2 separate regions of the Ovis aries genome follow, and region 1 is linked to region 2. The links are chromatin contacts, called in public Hi-C maps. All regions are on one chromosome and are shown on one strand. Each heading gives the region's core, a stretch centred on a gene start, on an enhancer-like site or on the middle of the called end of the contact. The rest is flanking DNA. Distances are from core to core; before and after follow the strand shown.

Region 1 (3,325 bases), core at 44-2,543, 160 kb after region 2:
ACCCTGAGCCCCGAGGGCTACTGGGAGGGCAGCTGCAGCACCGCAGGCTGCCGGGAGGTGTACGTCATGGTGCTGGAGAATGCCAACCACAGCTTCTACTCCTACATCCTCAAGTACCAGGTCAACGCCCAGTGAGGGCCACCTGCCACCCCCACCCCTGCCGGGCCACGCACAGAGCCCGGACACCACTGAGTCTGCATGGAATCCCTTCTGGACCTCTGCCTCGTGTTCCTGCTCTGCCGGAGGCTGCGATGTCAGTGGCCAAGGGGACAGAGGCAAAGGCCCTTTAGACGACAAAGGTGCTATGTAAATCCAGGGTATTGTAACTGTGTTCACTGCCCAGACACCCGCCTTCTCATGCTAACGCTGTCCTTGTTCTCAGGCTGGTGCGGGGAAGCAGGACTGCTGCCCGGGGCCAAACACGTTCCCGCGATGGGGAGAGAGAAGCGGGCGTGGTCCACGGGGCTGAGTCACCCTGAATGCTCAAGCCCCTTCCCAGCAGCTGCACAGAGCTTCTCACCAACTCTAGGACCCCAGGGGAGGTCAGACTGTCGTCTTCTTTCCAGACCTGACCATCTCCTGCATTCCCGATGCCGCTTCTTATTCTTCCAGGTCCTGAGAAGGAAGGTGCAGAGAGGAAGCTCACTGCCCCCCAACTAGCCCGGGGCCTGAGGGCCTCCACAATCCCTGTATGTGCCTGAAATGTGGCACCAGAAAGGTCATGGGAGACTTCAGGGCCGAGAGCAGCCAGTGCCTGCTCTTTTTCTGGGTGGGGGCCAGAGAGGCAGGGATGTATGGCAGTCCAGCCACCCTAGTCTCAGAATGTAAGACCCCTGACTCTGCTCTCAGAGAGATTAATTCCGTCTACTTGGTCTATTAGCAGTTCACTCAGCTCCTGCAAGCCCTCTAAGAGCCTGTGCCTCAGGCCCCAACCTGAAACCCACACTGGGAACCCCAGGAGGCTTCTGGGCCCTTAGAGACCCCTGGCAATAACCCTCAATAAAGACTTCAGGTAAAGCAGTAAGAACACTGCAGCGCTGGGGGCCCCCACAATAGCAGGGTCCCACCAGCCCCAAGATCTCTACCACCAAGGTCACACCTGGGGGACCTCGACCTGCCCTGGGAGCAGTTTCTATCCCATGTCCCTTCCTTCCTCTCAAGAGAGACCCCCAGGGTCGACCTTCTGTAGGGACCGTCCAGAGCTCCTTGTTTGCTCAGGCCTGAGAAGTCTCGCCTGCCCAGCCGGCCCTTAGCAGCACCTCAGGCCAGTGTTGCCATGGCAACAGCAGAAAGACTGGCTCCAATGAGGGCAGCAGGAGGGAAGGATGGAGAGGCCCTGCGAGGCCCTGCATGGCCGCTGCAGCACCATCCCAGCACGTGGAGAGGTTGGAGGTGGCCTCACCTGCCCTCCTGACTCCTTCAGCTCTGCAGCCCTGCCTGCCAGGGCCTGGGCCTGGAAGGGCCAGCGCTGCCTAGCACTCCCCTCCCTGCACTGCCGCTCCGGATGCCCTGGGCTGGCTACAGCCAAAGCTGCTGGGGATCCTCACGGCGCCCTTGCCTTCATCCTCACATTTGTGTATTCAACAAATGTTCGTGGAGCACTTAACCAGGTACTGTATCAGCTGATCCTTCGTTCTGGGGCTGCAGCACTGCCCCAGCCATCCCAGAGCAAAGGCTCTGCTGCCCTTGCCCAAGCTTGTTTCAAATTCCAGGCTCCCAACACTCCAGTCCATCTTCTCCCTAAGGTCCCACCCCACAAAGATCCCCACCACCCCCAGCATGAACCCGGTCCAGAGGAATGTCTCAGGGGGCCCATCCTCCACCAGGCTGGGGGTCCTGGAACACAAGGGCAGTACACCACGGTGGGCTGAGCTGCCCTGGCCTGTGTCCAGCGTCCTCTGGCAGGCTCTGCCACCCAGGCATTCAGCACTGTGTCACTCACGCCTGGAAAATGCACAAAGGCTGCAGAGGCAGAACTGCTGTGCACCACAACAGGGAAACAAGAGGAGTTTTTACACCCTGGAAACAGCCTTTTCTCACCCCTTTGATTTTATGGGCTGAAAGAAATGCGCTGTGTTTCATCAAAATAATAAGTGCCTTCTGTGACTCATGTCACTCACTGGACCCAGAGCTGGCTGCTAGTCCTGCTGGGAACAACTTGCATCCTCTACAAAACAATATAATTAGTCTATACATTCTGGAGCACACAAAGGATGCCACCCAGCAAAATAGGAGCTGTCCCAAGCAGGAGACGGTGGCCCAGCCTCTCCAAGAGCCTGGGAGCATCAGCAACTCCTCCCTGCTCATTTAACCAGGCGCCCCCCGCTCCTTGTAAAGACAGCTGTAGGCACAGACAACACCTGCATTTCTTTCCACTGAAGTAAAAATACATGAAATGAAATCCAATCTTCATGAATTTTTACACGCATGCTGCTCAGGGTAGAATTCGGGGTTGTATTTTGAAGTCTTTTATTCAAATCCCCATCTTTGTTTCCCGATCGAGGCGTTCTAGCGGCCAGTGGAATGGCACGGGCGTCCCCTGCTGTCCGATATGCAGAGCTGCAGGTGCTGCAAACTCCCGCGAGGCTGGGGGTTTTATGCAGCATTTGAAAAAATACGGCCGGGATGTTTATATTAAATTCACTGAGTGCCTTCTCGTGGCTTCTCAGAGTTTTCTCATGTATACGTGGAGCACGTCGTTCCCACACAAGCTGTGAGGCGAGGCAAGGAACTTCCTGGCATGGTGCCAAGACGAGAACGTGATAAAGGTTTGGGAATATTTTACCCGGAAATCGGGTAGAAGTGGATGGGACAGTTTGACCACATTCATTAGTAAGTCAGTGAAAAACTGGAACTGACCGAACTCAGAAAGCTTTTGCTGCAAGGCTCAGGATGGCAGCCCTGAAGCTACAGAAGGGCATAGAGGGTCGGGTAGGGTGGGAGAGTGGGACGAGGCAAACGGGCGAAAACCACAACTGCAATTAACTTCTGTTCAACCTGTTTTGGAAGTGCCACCAGCGCAGCTGGACTCTGCCTCCAATCTGATTGTGATCATGTGTGTTCCCCATATGTTACATTGTCCCACCAGGACAAACCCCTGACAGCCTGCTGAGATTAAGAGGAAATAAATAGATTAGCTGAAGCATGAAGGATTGGGGCTAGACATAAGGAAGTATTTCCTGTTGTTAAGCAGGAGGGACAAGTTGCCAAGAAAGTTTGTGAAATCCTCTTCTCAAAGGACTGGAAAAGTAGAAAAAATTTCTCAGTGGTCTTGGGTCTTTGCTGCCATGCTAACCAGTTCTTTCCAAACCAGTTTAATTCTTGA
Region 2 (3,402 bases), core at 739-3,238:
CTGCTCCAGGCGCTCTTCCTGACTCAAAGATTGAACCCGTGTCTCTTACATCTCTTGCACTGGCAGGAGGGTTCTTTACCACTAGCACCACGTGGGGATCCCGAATATACGGCCAATTCACTTTGCTGCACAGCAGAAACTAACTTTGTAAATCAACTATTCTCCAACAAAAAAATTTTAAAAAAAGAATATCATTGCTTATCTCTTCCCTAATTTCTACGTTCGTTCTCTCTTTAGAACTGAAAATTTCGGAATAATTCTTGATTCTTCTTTTTCTATGCCCACTCTTGCTATTCTGCCAATTACCAAATCCTATGCATATTTAACAAATATTGCTGAATTGGATGGAAGAATTGATAAAACAGCCTAGCTGTGAGAAGGCAGAAGTTTCCGTCCAAAGTCTAACACAGGCTTTGTTACGGATCTGTTTGCTTATCTGTGAAAAGGGGGTTGGACTAGCCCCAGACATTGCTAAGAGATTCTCTCTGCCATTGAGTGCACTCTGGGCCCATAAGGAAGTTTGTCCTACCGGCTCCATCTCCCCTCTAGTGCTGGATGGACAGAATGTGGGGCAAAGGCGCTCTGTTCACTGGGTCTCCTCTTTTCCAGGTTTCACTGGACCTTCTACTGTCAAGACAGGACTGGTTTCCAGACCCCACATCATACTGGTCCCTGAAATGTACCAGACATTGCAGTCCCCTATCCTGCACACAGGAGGACCTGACTTCCCTCACAAGGCTCTAGATAAGGACACTCTTCTCAACTATTTAGGATCCCCCTGGCACTTTGTCAAGTGTTCATTGCTGAGATGAGGGTTTCCCTGCTGTCCAAGGGGCATGGGCCTTCTGCTGCTGCTGCTGCTAAGTCGCTTCAGTCATGTCCGACTCTGTGCGACCCCATAGACGGCAAACCACTAGGCTCCCCTGTCCCTGGGATTCTCCAGGCAAGAACACTAGATTCTCCAATGCATGAAAGGGAAAAGTGAAAGTGAAGTCACTCAGTCGTGTCCGACTCTTTGCATTCCCATGGACTACAGCCTACCAGGCTCCTCCGTCCATGGGATTTTCCAGGCAAGAGTATTGGAGTGGGGTGCCATTGCCTTCTACTCCGATCTAAATCTGAACTCAAGAAGGCTAGAATGTATAAGCTAGAAAGTACTGCTAAGAGATGTCACCCAGACCAGGAACACTTGAAACTGTCCTGTGGGTACTGAGAGGAGGCTGTCCCCTCAGACTGGGCAAGTGCCCCCACACAAGGGGTTCAGCAACTGTCAGGAGCCTCTCTGTCCCTGCTGCCTCCAGCCCCACTGACTCCAGCTCCCCAGCAGGGCCCAAAGCTCCTGCTGCTCCAGCGTGCGGCTCAGGCCACTGTGGATCACACGTGCAAGCCTCTTTCCAAAGCAGGGGCAAGCCCCTTGCATTGTCCCTCGGGGCTAAGCGGGACCCCACTCTGTGCTGTTTCTTAAATGCTGCATCTAGGGACATGTAAAGCACCAGCCCAGTTCTCAGAGCTCTTCTGGCATCAAGCACTCAGCTGGCCAGTTGGGCATTCCGCACACAGCTCCTCAGCAACAGGTATCAGCTGTGTGGGAAAGTGACCAAAGCTGGGGTTGCTCTCGGGATCTGCTCCTCAATGGGAGCCCAGGCTGAGGGAGGGGAGGGGGAGAGGCTGAGATGTGGCCTCAGCCACAGAAAAGGCATGTTGAGAGGGGCTGGGGGAACTACTGTGTGGAGAGGTGCCCCCTCCAAGCCGTGTGCACAGGAAACTGAAGAAAGAAAGAGTGAGCTCTCCCCAAGGAGAGGCTGAGTCCCCCGTGGCGCAGCCCTGCAGCTGTCTTCAAGCCAGATTGTTCTGTGCCAACAATGTCCTGGGTCCTACCCCTCATCTCCTGCCTCCGGGAGATGCCCTCTTGGAGCTGAGAGGCTGACCACCTGAAGGCCTCCATTCACAGACTCTCCACTAGAGGGCAGCCCGGGGTGAGGGCAAGGCTCTGCCCCTCCCGCGAGCTCGCTGGCTCTCCAGGCTCAGGGCCCTGACAGGAGCTTCCCAGATGGTGGAGGATAAGGCACTCCCCTGCCCCACCCCCTTTTGTACCTGCTGGGTCCTCCATAAATCTGCTCTCACAGGCCACATGGCCCAGCACCCTTCCTCTGAGCTCAGAATAAGCTGACCTCACACCCAGCTGCCCAGGAGGCCCCACGTGTCCTGGCGAAGGGATTCGTGGTGAAGAGAGAGCCTGGGTGCAGCTGAGCTCTGGAGAGGAATGTCAGAGTCTCACAGGCAGCCCACTTGTGGCCTGCTTTCCCCAGACCCATGGGGCAGGCGGAGAGGATTTGAGGGGCTGAAAGCTTGCCTGGCCCTGGTTAAAAGTCAGTGCGAAGGGTGGCCTGGAGACCTTTTTAAGAAAACATACAGACATGCGGCAGGAGTCAGGGTGCTGCCTAGCCAGGCTCTTAGAAGGAAGCCCAGTTTGCAGAACATAAAATCATGAGTAGAGGGTAAATAGACTGGTCAGTGGAGGATAAATAGACTCTCGTCCCCTGAGTATCCATAACGACCCACCTTCTCCACCCTGGCATTGATCGTCACTGAAGCACCTCACTGAGAGGCTACAAGTCTCGAGGACGCAGCTTGAGATAGCCAAGCTAGGCTGCATGCGGCCTTGGATGGCCAGAAGCCTGGGCAGCCCTGGGTCGGAGCGTGTGGGAGGGTGACCTACTTTCGGAGGAGCCCCTCCCCACACTGGGATAGCTCTTCTGTTGACAAGATGAGCTGTGTCCTTCACCAGAACCCTGGAAGAGAATTTTGGCCTCTGAGTGTGTTCCTGATGGGCGGCATGGGAGCTGGGGGTCTCTGCGTGTTCACCTGCTCTCAAGGCAGTCACAGGGTCACAGACCCAGCAGGGACAGCCCCGGAGTACCCAAAGACATGGCCTCAAGGTGTCCTGGAGGCCAAAACATTATGTCGCCTGTCTGGCCCAGGCCCAGTCACCATGCCATGCAGTGCAGGATGCCAAGGCAGGCAGCAGTGTGTTTCAGTCCAGAAGGAGTCTTGCACCTGGTGAGTCCTTTGGGCTCAGAGACGCTGTTTTGTCACACTTTCAGTAAAGCCTAAAAGGGGTGCATGAGCAGCACACACAGAGACACCCCCAATATGTTTGCACGCACAGCCTCTCAGATACTCACATCTGAGCGTGCACACTAGCGCGTGGCTGGCACAGATCTGTGGCCCACATATAGGGCCCTGCGGTAGTTTTGCAAAGTGGTCAGGAGAAAGGACTGGGGGCCACGAGTGCTGCTGTCTAGCTCTGTGTCCTCTGATCAGGTATCCTACCTCTCTGAGCCTTTTCGTGTGTCAGAACCATCTGCCTCCACAGCTCACTCTGAGGGCAGGAAGGGGACC

Evidence for each region. A called contact is a pair of places that touch in the nucleus more often than the background predicts.
Region 1: a Hi-C map of hypothalamus shows a contact between it and region 2, with 4 times the contacts expected there. The contact joins two enhancer-like sites. A contact is called at or near these places in 6 of 16 Hi-C or Micro-C datasets (hypothalamus, liver, mixed tissues and 2 more).

What each region holds. Positions count from the first base shown.
Region 1 is chr1:255,394,643-255,397,967 of ARS-UI_Ramb_v3.0, forward strand. It overlaps KY (kyphoscoliosis peptidase), which reads left to right. Exons shown (of 10, transcript XM_027960214.3): 10 at 1-3,325. The coding sequence ends at 135. Among named protein-coding and RNA genes, the nearest start is that of KY, 48 kb to the left of the region's middle. Within about 2 kb of position 1,294, at least 6 of the 54 cell types and tissues checked have an H3K27ac peak or open chromatin away from gene starts, as enhancers often do. A contact at or near this core is called in hypothalamus, where this site is marked.
Region 2 is chr1:255,238,518-255,241,919 of ARS-UI_Ramb_v3.0, forward strand. No RefSeq gene overlaps it. Among named protein-coding and RNA genes, the nearest start is that of EPHB1, 45 kb to the left of the region's middle. Within about 2 kb of position 1,989, at least 9 of the 54 cell types and tissues checked have an H3K27ac peak or open chromatin away from gene starts, as enhancers often do. A contact at or near this core is called in hypothalamus, where this site is marked.